Linked DNA regions of Mus musculus: region 1 is linked to region 2. The links are chromatin contacts, called in public HiChIP or PLAC-seq maps. All regions are on one chromosome and are shown on one strand. The core of a region is the stretch at or near the end of the contact, and the rest is flanking DNA. Distances in the headings are between cores, read along the strand shown. Region 1 has its middle 10 kb from the start of Gm30779. Region 2 holds the start of Pot1a (protection of telomeres 1A).

What was found. HiChIP or PLAC-seq counts read pairs in DNA pulled down with a chosen protein or histone mark.
Region 1: a contact with region 2 is called in an H3K27ac HiChIP or PLAC-seq map of embryonic stem cells, with 4 times the contacts expected there. The contact joins the enhancer-like site here to the promoter of Pot1a in region 2. A contact is called at or near these places in 5 of 39 promoter capture datasets (the C10 cell line, the HPC-7 cell line, liver and 1 more), 3 of 484 Hi-C or Micro-C datasets (the HPC-7 cell line, LSK cells and pre-B cells) and 3 of 115 datasets of contacts at active chromatin or transcription factors (embryonic stem cells and pro-B cells).

What each region holds. Positions count from the first base shown.
Region 1 is chr6:26,774,843-26,779,023 of GRCm38.p6, forward strand. No RefSeq gene overlaps it. Among named protein-coding and RNA genes, the nearest start is that of Gm30779, 10 kb to the left of the region's middle. Within about 2 kb of position 1,854, at least 10 of the 459 cell types and tissues checked have an H3K27ac peak or open chromatin away from gene starts, as enhancers often do. A contact at or near this core is called in embryonic stem cells, where this site is marked.
Region 2 is chr6:25,807,663-25,812,157 of GRCm38.p6, forward strand. It overlaps Pot1a (protection of telomeres 1A), which reads right to left and starts at 1,556. Exons shown (of 18, transcript NM_133931.5): 1 at 1,513-1,556.

The DNA of each region.
Region 1 (4,181 bases), core at 604-3,103, 970 kb after region 2:
AATGTCTTTTTTTTTCAAGTTAATGGAAACACATCTTTATTAAGTAACTTTTAATATCAGAAAAATAAAATTCATAATTCTCCTTAAAGCAAATATATAATATCAGTGCTTTGGCCATCTTAATTTAAAGGCCTTTTATCATAAAATATATGGTTTTAAACTTTACTCAAATTGAATTTATAATTCCTATGACTTCCCTGCATATGCATAACAAAAGAGTGTAGTAAAATTAGCACACACTGAGCTATATTGTTAATTTATCACTCTTTGTGGATTTTAGAAAGAGTACAGGCACTTAATATATGTTGATTCTTTGGCTTATTAATTGCAGTTTACAATGCAACAAAATACAAAACAAATGCTTTGTGGCATTTTCCATATCTACAAGATGGCAGCTAAAGATTAGGACTCAATACTGATAGTCAACTACCCTACAAGCTATTAGCATTACATCATAATATGCCATTAAGGCAACTTTTTTATACTGAAAAAAAAATCAAAATAGAAACCATCATTTGTAATCTTATATGAAATGTTACACTTCAAGTGGAAATAAAAAAATAAAATTTTGTGTATTTACTATGGAATGCATATAAAAGCTCAATTTTTGTTATACTGAGGGAAAAAAAGCTCTTCTGTGTTGGGAAAATAATGCTTAAAAAATAATTAGTAGAAAAACCCACCAGTATAATGTTTTGTCTTTCAATACCAGCAAATTTGGGGACATACTGAGGATAATGTTGAAACATCCACAGGTGAAATGTACAAATATGTCATAAAGAAATCTTTCCTTGTGATTAGAAATAGGTTTGAAATGAAGTAAATTGATTGGAGATTGTCACGGCTGCTTTTTTGAATCATGTCACAGGCATTTTTTTCTCCCCTGCCTTCCCAACCCCTACATTACTGAAAAATAAAATTGCATTTATAATGTGCAAGACAAATATGGATTGAACAAAAGAATGTTTCTCCTTTTGAGCTAATGTCTTGTTTTAGATTTTTATGTGAATTTAAATTAATTAAGGAGGAATGTTTTCTATAACAACAGTAACAAGTAAGATGGGTCTTTTGTTTCTGATCATGATGATGTGGATAGACCAGTCTCACCACATAAAAAGATTGAACAAAACTAACTTCACAGTGCCTTCCATACATTAGTCAACATAGCAGAGTAAGGAAGGATCCCACAGACTTAACAAATATAATGAGCCAACTTAACCAGTCTCCTAGCCTAGACTATATCCTGAAGAGTTTCCTACCAGACCAGGAAAGAGGAAGACAGGAAAGAGTGAAAACAATAGAAGTACTGATTCTCAAAACAATTTGAGATTATGTTAATGAATGTAAGAATTCTTAGAAAGATTTTATAGTGAGAAACAGTATATGTAGTTATAGATGCACTGGGTAAATCCTCAGACCACCTTAGGACTTTAAAGGACCAGCCAGCAAAAGACTCTGTGAAAACTGAGCTGCCTGGCAACTTCAAATGATAAATGAGTGCACAAAACTAAAGCTGCTGCAGACCCTTTTGGTCCCTGTATACATAGAACAGGTCTCTAGTTGCAGGTGGACAAGGAGTCGGTGAATGACAAACAGATGAGACATGAGAGAGTGTGTAGAATCTGAGTGTATTCTCACAAAGTGAACACCAGTCTTATATAATACAGAAAACAAAGGGGTAGGCAAAGTACATGGAAGTTACCTGACACAAAACAAAGGGATAACTTCAAAAGGACGTACAGGGACTGGGTAGTATTTACAGTAAAGATAAAACAGCCCTGCCTAGGGGCAGCTAATGACTGATAAGGATTTGACACCCTAGTCACAATTTGTGCTACTCCTTTGAGCCTTGTGAAAGCTAGCACCAGGGGGTTCTACTCTAGTCGACCTTCTCATGAATAACAAACCTCCTTTTTCCTAGGCCTTGGTAAATTCTTGCACATGAAGGTAACTTGGCTGTACTTTTAAGTATCTGTGGGGAATTTCCATTTGACAGAAGAATTCACCAACTTGCTTCTAGTATGCAATGTAGCCAGCTATACCTGGCTGAAGATAAAATCCATGTCTCAGTGGGATTCCCTACCTCTTACATGGTAAACCCACCTATTTGCTAGGCCATTGTGAATTCCCTTGTCTGGATAAGACTGGCTATTGTAAACACTCTGCAGACCAGCCCAGAGCTGGAGCTATTCAGTTTCCTTTCTTTGTAATGCCTAATTAGTTTCACTGTCTCTACCAGAAGTAAATTTGAATGTTACTGAATAGATAACCTTCTTACTGAATTCCTACTGAATTCCAAGTTTGTCTGCTTCAATGATTTTCTAGGATGTTGGAACACTGGCGAAGGCTTAGGTATGTCAGAATTCAATCTTTAAAGGCACTTATAAGAAAATAATACTAAAAGAGAGCACGTGGATCCATACACCAGACTAACTCAGGGATAGGGTATGAGTATACGGGATATGAGAATGCCAAGGTTCCAGGAGGTTGAGTTTCCTTGAAACTCTGTGCCTTGTGCTTCCAGGCCTCTTGGCCTTGTGCTTCCAGGCCTCCTGGCCTTCCAAGCAGACTTCACTGGAGTGTGTGTAGCATAAAGCAAACACTCAGAAGGGTCTTGGAAAATTTGTGTTGGCACCAGAATCACAGAAAAGTGGCAAAGACTGAGTTCTCCAGTTGAACACTGGCTTACAAGGATGATGAATTAGTGATGGACCATAAGAAAAAGTAAAGCCCACTAACAAATATTATCATATTACAACCAAACTACTTAGCTGCATCCTAAAGCAAAGGTCAATGCTATTTAAAGGAATATTAAAATATATGGAAGTAAAAAATGTCAAACTACAATATCTCACATGTAGAGATTAAGAAAAGAGGAAACAATAAGTTGGCACATCTGACAATCCTTAGGAGAACAATAAACAATAGAGACCATCTGAACAGTGATGTGATGATAAAGGTAAGAATTCAGTTAAATATGTGCTGTGTAGTACCAATCAAAAGAGTATGATCAAGATACAAAGAAAGAAGATGTAAAGTAAATATAGTCAAAAGCCAGGTATGAAAAAAAAAAGAATATTAAGGATAAAAATTCCCCTGAATGAAAATAACAACCAGACAGCAACAGTAAGAATGGGGAACCTGAAAAGGGTGGGTGGCTTCATAAACTAACAAGAAACAGTAGCGGCAGAAAATAAAATTGAAGAGAAGGAAGGACTAATAGAGAGAAGATAACAGTAAGGTAGAGAAGGAGGGAGACCACTGCACCAAACATTGCCTCACACATTGGAAATGTAGATACACAGACACAGAATTAAAGCATAGATAAAAATAGATAGGCAGACACAGGAGCGGGTACCTGAAACTTTGGTAGGATCCAGAAGTCAGTCAGCTCTAAACTGTAATTGAAAAATTGCTGGAGTCTCAGAATAGATAAGTCTGAGAGTGAAAGACTTTGGGATGGTTTCTGTCTTTTTCTCATTCACTCCCAGAGAAAATAAGTAACCCATATCCAAAAGGGTCCAAAACAAGACTTTAGAAAAGACAACATAAAAACAGTTTAAATGTGTGTGTGTGTGTATATAATATATATATTATTTATATATTATATCAAATATATAAAAATATAAACAGTTGGAGCTATAACAATAATGAGACTCCTGCACAGACTATGTGAATAGATGAAAACCGACTAAGAAAAGCATTTGCTGAATAGTACATAGAGCAAGATGAATTTACAGGCATTGCTAGCAGAAATTCAAAATGATAATGCCATATAGGCACTTTCGATAATTCCTTAGAAAACTAAACACACCATGACTATGTTATATAGCAAACATGCTTCTTGGCATTTACCAAATTAGGTTAATAAATTTTACCCCCACAAAACCAACAATAGATATATAAACTGAAGAACATCTAAATAATTAATATTATAAAGTGCTAGAAAAAATGAACTATCAAGTTTAAAAAAAAGTGTGGAAGAGACTCTCCTGCATGCTAAATAAGGAATAGCCTACCTGATCACAACTGCATATGTACATGACTCTTCTTATCTAAGTATACGGATGTATGGCCTCTGGAGCAAACTTTAGTACAGGACTATGCATGCAGGTCAAAAAATGTATATCATGGATCTCTGAATGCTCAATAATGCTGTGTTACCTCTGAGACTAAGGACC
Region 2 (4,495 bases), core at 306-2,805:
GACAGATTGAGATAGCCCGAGACAGCTCTCTCCAATATCCAAACCTGAACTCTGGGCACAAGACTGTGTCTCCTCTCCTCTTGCCCAGCATAGTTGAGAATTTAAAACAGTTAAGTTTCCTGAACTCACTGACCCTCTATTCTAATTGTTCTGCATTTTATCTCATCATGTCTGAAACAGGCTGTCTAAATTCAAATACCATCTCTGCCATCTATTAGCTATCTGATCTCAGGAAAATTACTTAACCTTTCTGAAATACAGCACCTTTGTCTATATAGGTAAGCTATAAAGCATCAATGTCACAAGTCTTTGTGATAATTAAACAAACTAACATACACACAACACCAAAATGCCATACAACAGAAAAAAAATACTAAATTGTACTGTTCACTTAGCATTAAATGACTATTTTTTCCTAACCTTTCTATCACTAATTCAAATCTTTATCAACTCTTACATTCATTGCTGTCCTTACCTAATTGGATTTTCTCCCTTTAAGCTTTCTATATCCTATATATTCTTTGTACAGGAGGCAGAGGAGGTTCCTCTATATGTCTTTCTCCTGCTAACATCTAGTATGAAATTAACAGTTTTACAACAGCATCCAAATTCTTCAGCATACACGACTGTCAAAAAGGTTAAATACACTGTGTCACACTGAAAGTCTCAGTTTTAATTTCTTAATCTAACATATGAAACCAAAAAGCTATCTCATGTTCACATATCATACTGCTACACATTACTAATTGGAATTAATAATGGTCAGATATATTTATCTTGGACCTTAGAAACGTTTTCCATTGTATCATAAAATAATATGCTCGTTATGTGACTGCTGGAAAACTGTAAACTGATATATTCAGTCTCAGTTGTAACTGTAAAAATAAAAACCAATCTCTTACAAAGATACGAAATATAAAGTATGGGTATTCCTTCTCGGAGGAAAATGTTTTCTGAGTTAACAACCTTCTTAGCTGGATTTCCACTTAGCTTTTGTATTTAAAAAACTTCTAAGATTTTAGATGTTACAATTTCACCAACTTCACCTTGGTATCTTAAAATGTTGGACGTGGGGGCGGGAGATAAGCACGGGTTTTATTCTTTAACCCCTTTGTCAATGAAAATATTGTGTACGCACACTGTACCAAAAAGCTTCCTGATTTCAAAACTGGCATTGGTTGCCTCCTCCCTCAAACTCGTAAATATCCTAAGAGAAACTTGCAATTGATGTTAATCTGTGAACTCTAGGTTGAAACTTCTCAAACTCCTTGCCTGGGCTACTCAATAGCATCGCTGCTTAACGAATAGAGACCAACCGTCCCCAAAACACTCAGCAGCATGAGGGAGGACTTGGATCTGTTCACGTCTCTTCCCGATAGGGATCGGTCAACACTAACAGTACGTGTAACAGCATTTCTGCAAATCTGCACCAAATTTTGCAGTGAAGAGTCCTCGTTATATTTACCCAGGGTCGGCCCGCAGCGAAACCCAAACCTCCCCAAATTCACTCACCAGCAAAACCCGCGGACAACTAAAGTCTGGACCTAGGCGCCTGTGACGTCATGCACGCGCGCGGGCGCGAGCAGCTTAGTTCACGCATGCGTACTCCGCTAGAATTGCAGTGTGGCTGGCCGGGAACTCCCGGGTAAACAAGAAGAGGAAGAAGAGGGCGGAGCCACAGCAAGCTGTGTCTCAGCCACCAAGGCTGCTTGCCCCTCCGCTCCTTGGCTCACGCGGATTTCCGGTTGCCCAAAGGAGACAATCCCCAGCCTGCAGGGCGAGCCGGACCAGTTTAGGATCAGCCATTAAAGGCTAGCCACACAATCCAAAATAAGAGTCTTAAATCCTGTAGCAAGTGAGAACTCTATTCTAAACCAGGCTGGTTCCAGATTCCATTCTGTCGACTGGAAGCCCCTGACGCTAAAGCTTTTATTCTAAGTTAAACATTCAAATACGACTTTTCCAAGGCTATAAATACATGATGGTGATGATGTTATTTGTTTTATAGCACTTTGGTGACATCTGGGGTATTTTCAGGTAAACTGAAGAACCTTGCCATTATTTTCTAAAGCTTTCTTCTCTTTCCCCACTCCCCGTGTTCATAAAATATAAGTGAACCAGGAATAACAACTAAAGTGGAATTCAAGGACTGCCCATTAGAGGAGTATAATAAGGCCCAGATCCATACTGTTAGTCACTTCACACAGTTGTGAAATACTATTTATCCGCTAAGTTTAGCCACTGTATGGATTTTGGATCCTGTGCACTTTGGTTGAGAGCAGGGAACCGGAAGATTCTTCTAACTCCAGCTGAGGTCCTGGAGGCAGCAACTTTGGCAATAAGCAAGCAGGGAATCAGAGAAATTAACAAGAACCATCAACCAAACTGGTGACATACTGGTCAAGAGAACCGTTATTGCTGGTGATAGCTTCATTATAATAACGGGTTAACATTCTTCGGGAGTGGGAGGAACAAACATAAGCATACTTTGAAGCTTATTTCAAGTGGCTTGTGAACAAAGTCCCCCTTTCCCAGGAAGAACAACCCTTTTTCTGAGTGAAATGCACAATTGTTGTTTTACGAATTCCCGGTCTGTTAAATAAGCTGCTGTACTTGTGTTTTTCACAAAGCGTTGCTTTCGCTTCAGAATTAATCCCCCATCTGATCTGTGTCTGACTTCAGACAAAGCCTATACCCAGTTGGTGCCACATTCACTTCCACCACAGTCAAATCCCGTCTATCCTCCTAGTGCATGGTCATGTTCTCCTCATTACTTTCTCTCAGTATTTAAACACATTCTTCTACATTTGAAGTTTACTAGGAGCAGGGATAACGGTTCTATTTTACAGCCAAGACTGTATATAATGGCTGCTAGCTTTAGGAGCTAAATATTCATTGGATGAACAATACTCCAGGGAAAAACATGTTTCTTTTCTTACCTTTAACATCAGCCTTTCCATCCTTCCCAAACCCCCAGCTGATTACATGGAAATGTTCCTTAACTAAAACAGGAATACTCTGTGTTGCTAAGCCAAAAGGAGATACTTAGTCTCAAGAAGTTTTTTACTAAGTCCAAAAGCACTGTGGTTTTATTGTCAAAATTTGTAAACTCATCTTATTAGCCAAGGATTTTCCCAAGTTGTGTGAGTTTTCGTTCTTTATTTAAATTATTTTTTACAATAAAAAATACAATTACATCATTTAGCTTCTTTTTTTTTCAATCCAACTACACCCACTTATGGCCACTCCTCACTCTTCAATTTCATGTTTTTTTTTTCCTTAAGTACATACATTCCTTAAGTACATACATACATACATACACACACACACACACACACACACACACACACACACACAGAGCATATACCTTAAAAAGATGTTCCTCATCAAGAAATGTTTAAGATGAGATTCCCACTGATCAATAATGAACAACAGATTTGGGATGGGGATTTTATCAGATGATACATGAAGCAGTCACTGAGTCACTGTAGTTGTTATGGGTAAAGATTCCATGAGATTCCTCCTTTCCACATTAGTCTCTGTACTGACAATGTAATTAATCCTGTCTTGTTTAGACAGCCATATTGTTGATGTATCACAGGGGTAGCTTCCAAGTCATTTCTAGGAGACACAAATCTCACAGCTGACTTCCTGGTCCGAAGGCCTTTATAATCATGCCACTCTCTCCTCAGATGTTATCTAAGACTTCCATATGGGGGTTGTGCTATAGATGCATCCACTGGGGTTGCATAGCCCAGGATCAGTTATTTTCTAAATTTTGGCCATAAGTGGATTAAAAGTAATATTTTTGCTTTATCCCTTACCAACTCAATTATTTAACTTTTTTTCCTCTTCCTCTCTTTATCACATACATATACACATACTACAAGATCTAATGAAGATGTGTGCCACAAGTATACATATATGATTAGTTAGTTACTTGTTATAGTGGTTATTCTCAATGTTTCAAGGATATAAATACTTTCTACAAACTAGATATTTTTAATCCTGATTTGTTTCATGATCTCCCTTTTTATAGCAGAGTTTGGGATGCATCTGACTCCAGAGCCTGTATTGTATTTCCTCATATCAAAAATTAATTTGTATTTGAACATGAATGATAATATTTTTTATTTATAAGTAATAAAATAATACATTTTGAAATAATAAAAGGACCCCTTGAATTAACTAGAACCTAAACAATCAGTTTCTGGTTTCCTTTGCCAATTAAAACAGCTTAGAACAGTTATTTTGATTTTAATAATTAATGCATTAACTGTTACAAGTCATGATTTTTGAATATATTAAAATGTTTTAATGAGCATCAGAAGTGGACTGGGAGTTTTATTAGATAATAATGAATATAAAGAGTCAATGCAGTTACTATAAGCAATAAATGAAAGATGAAAAATATTGATTTAAAACTGGCATTAGAAGACGTAGTCTTCTTACATCTTAGTAATTGATTCAAATTGATTTTCAGGACTTGTGAGAC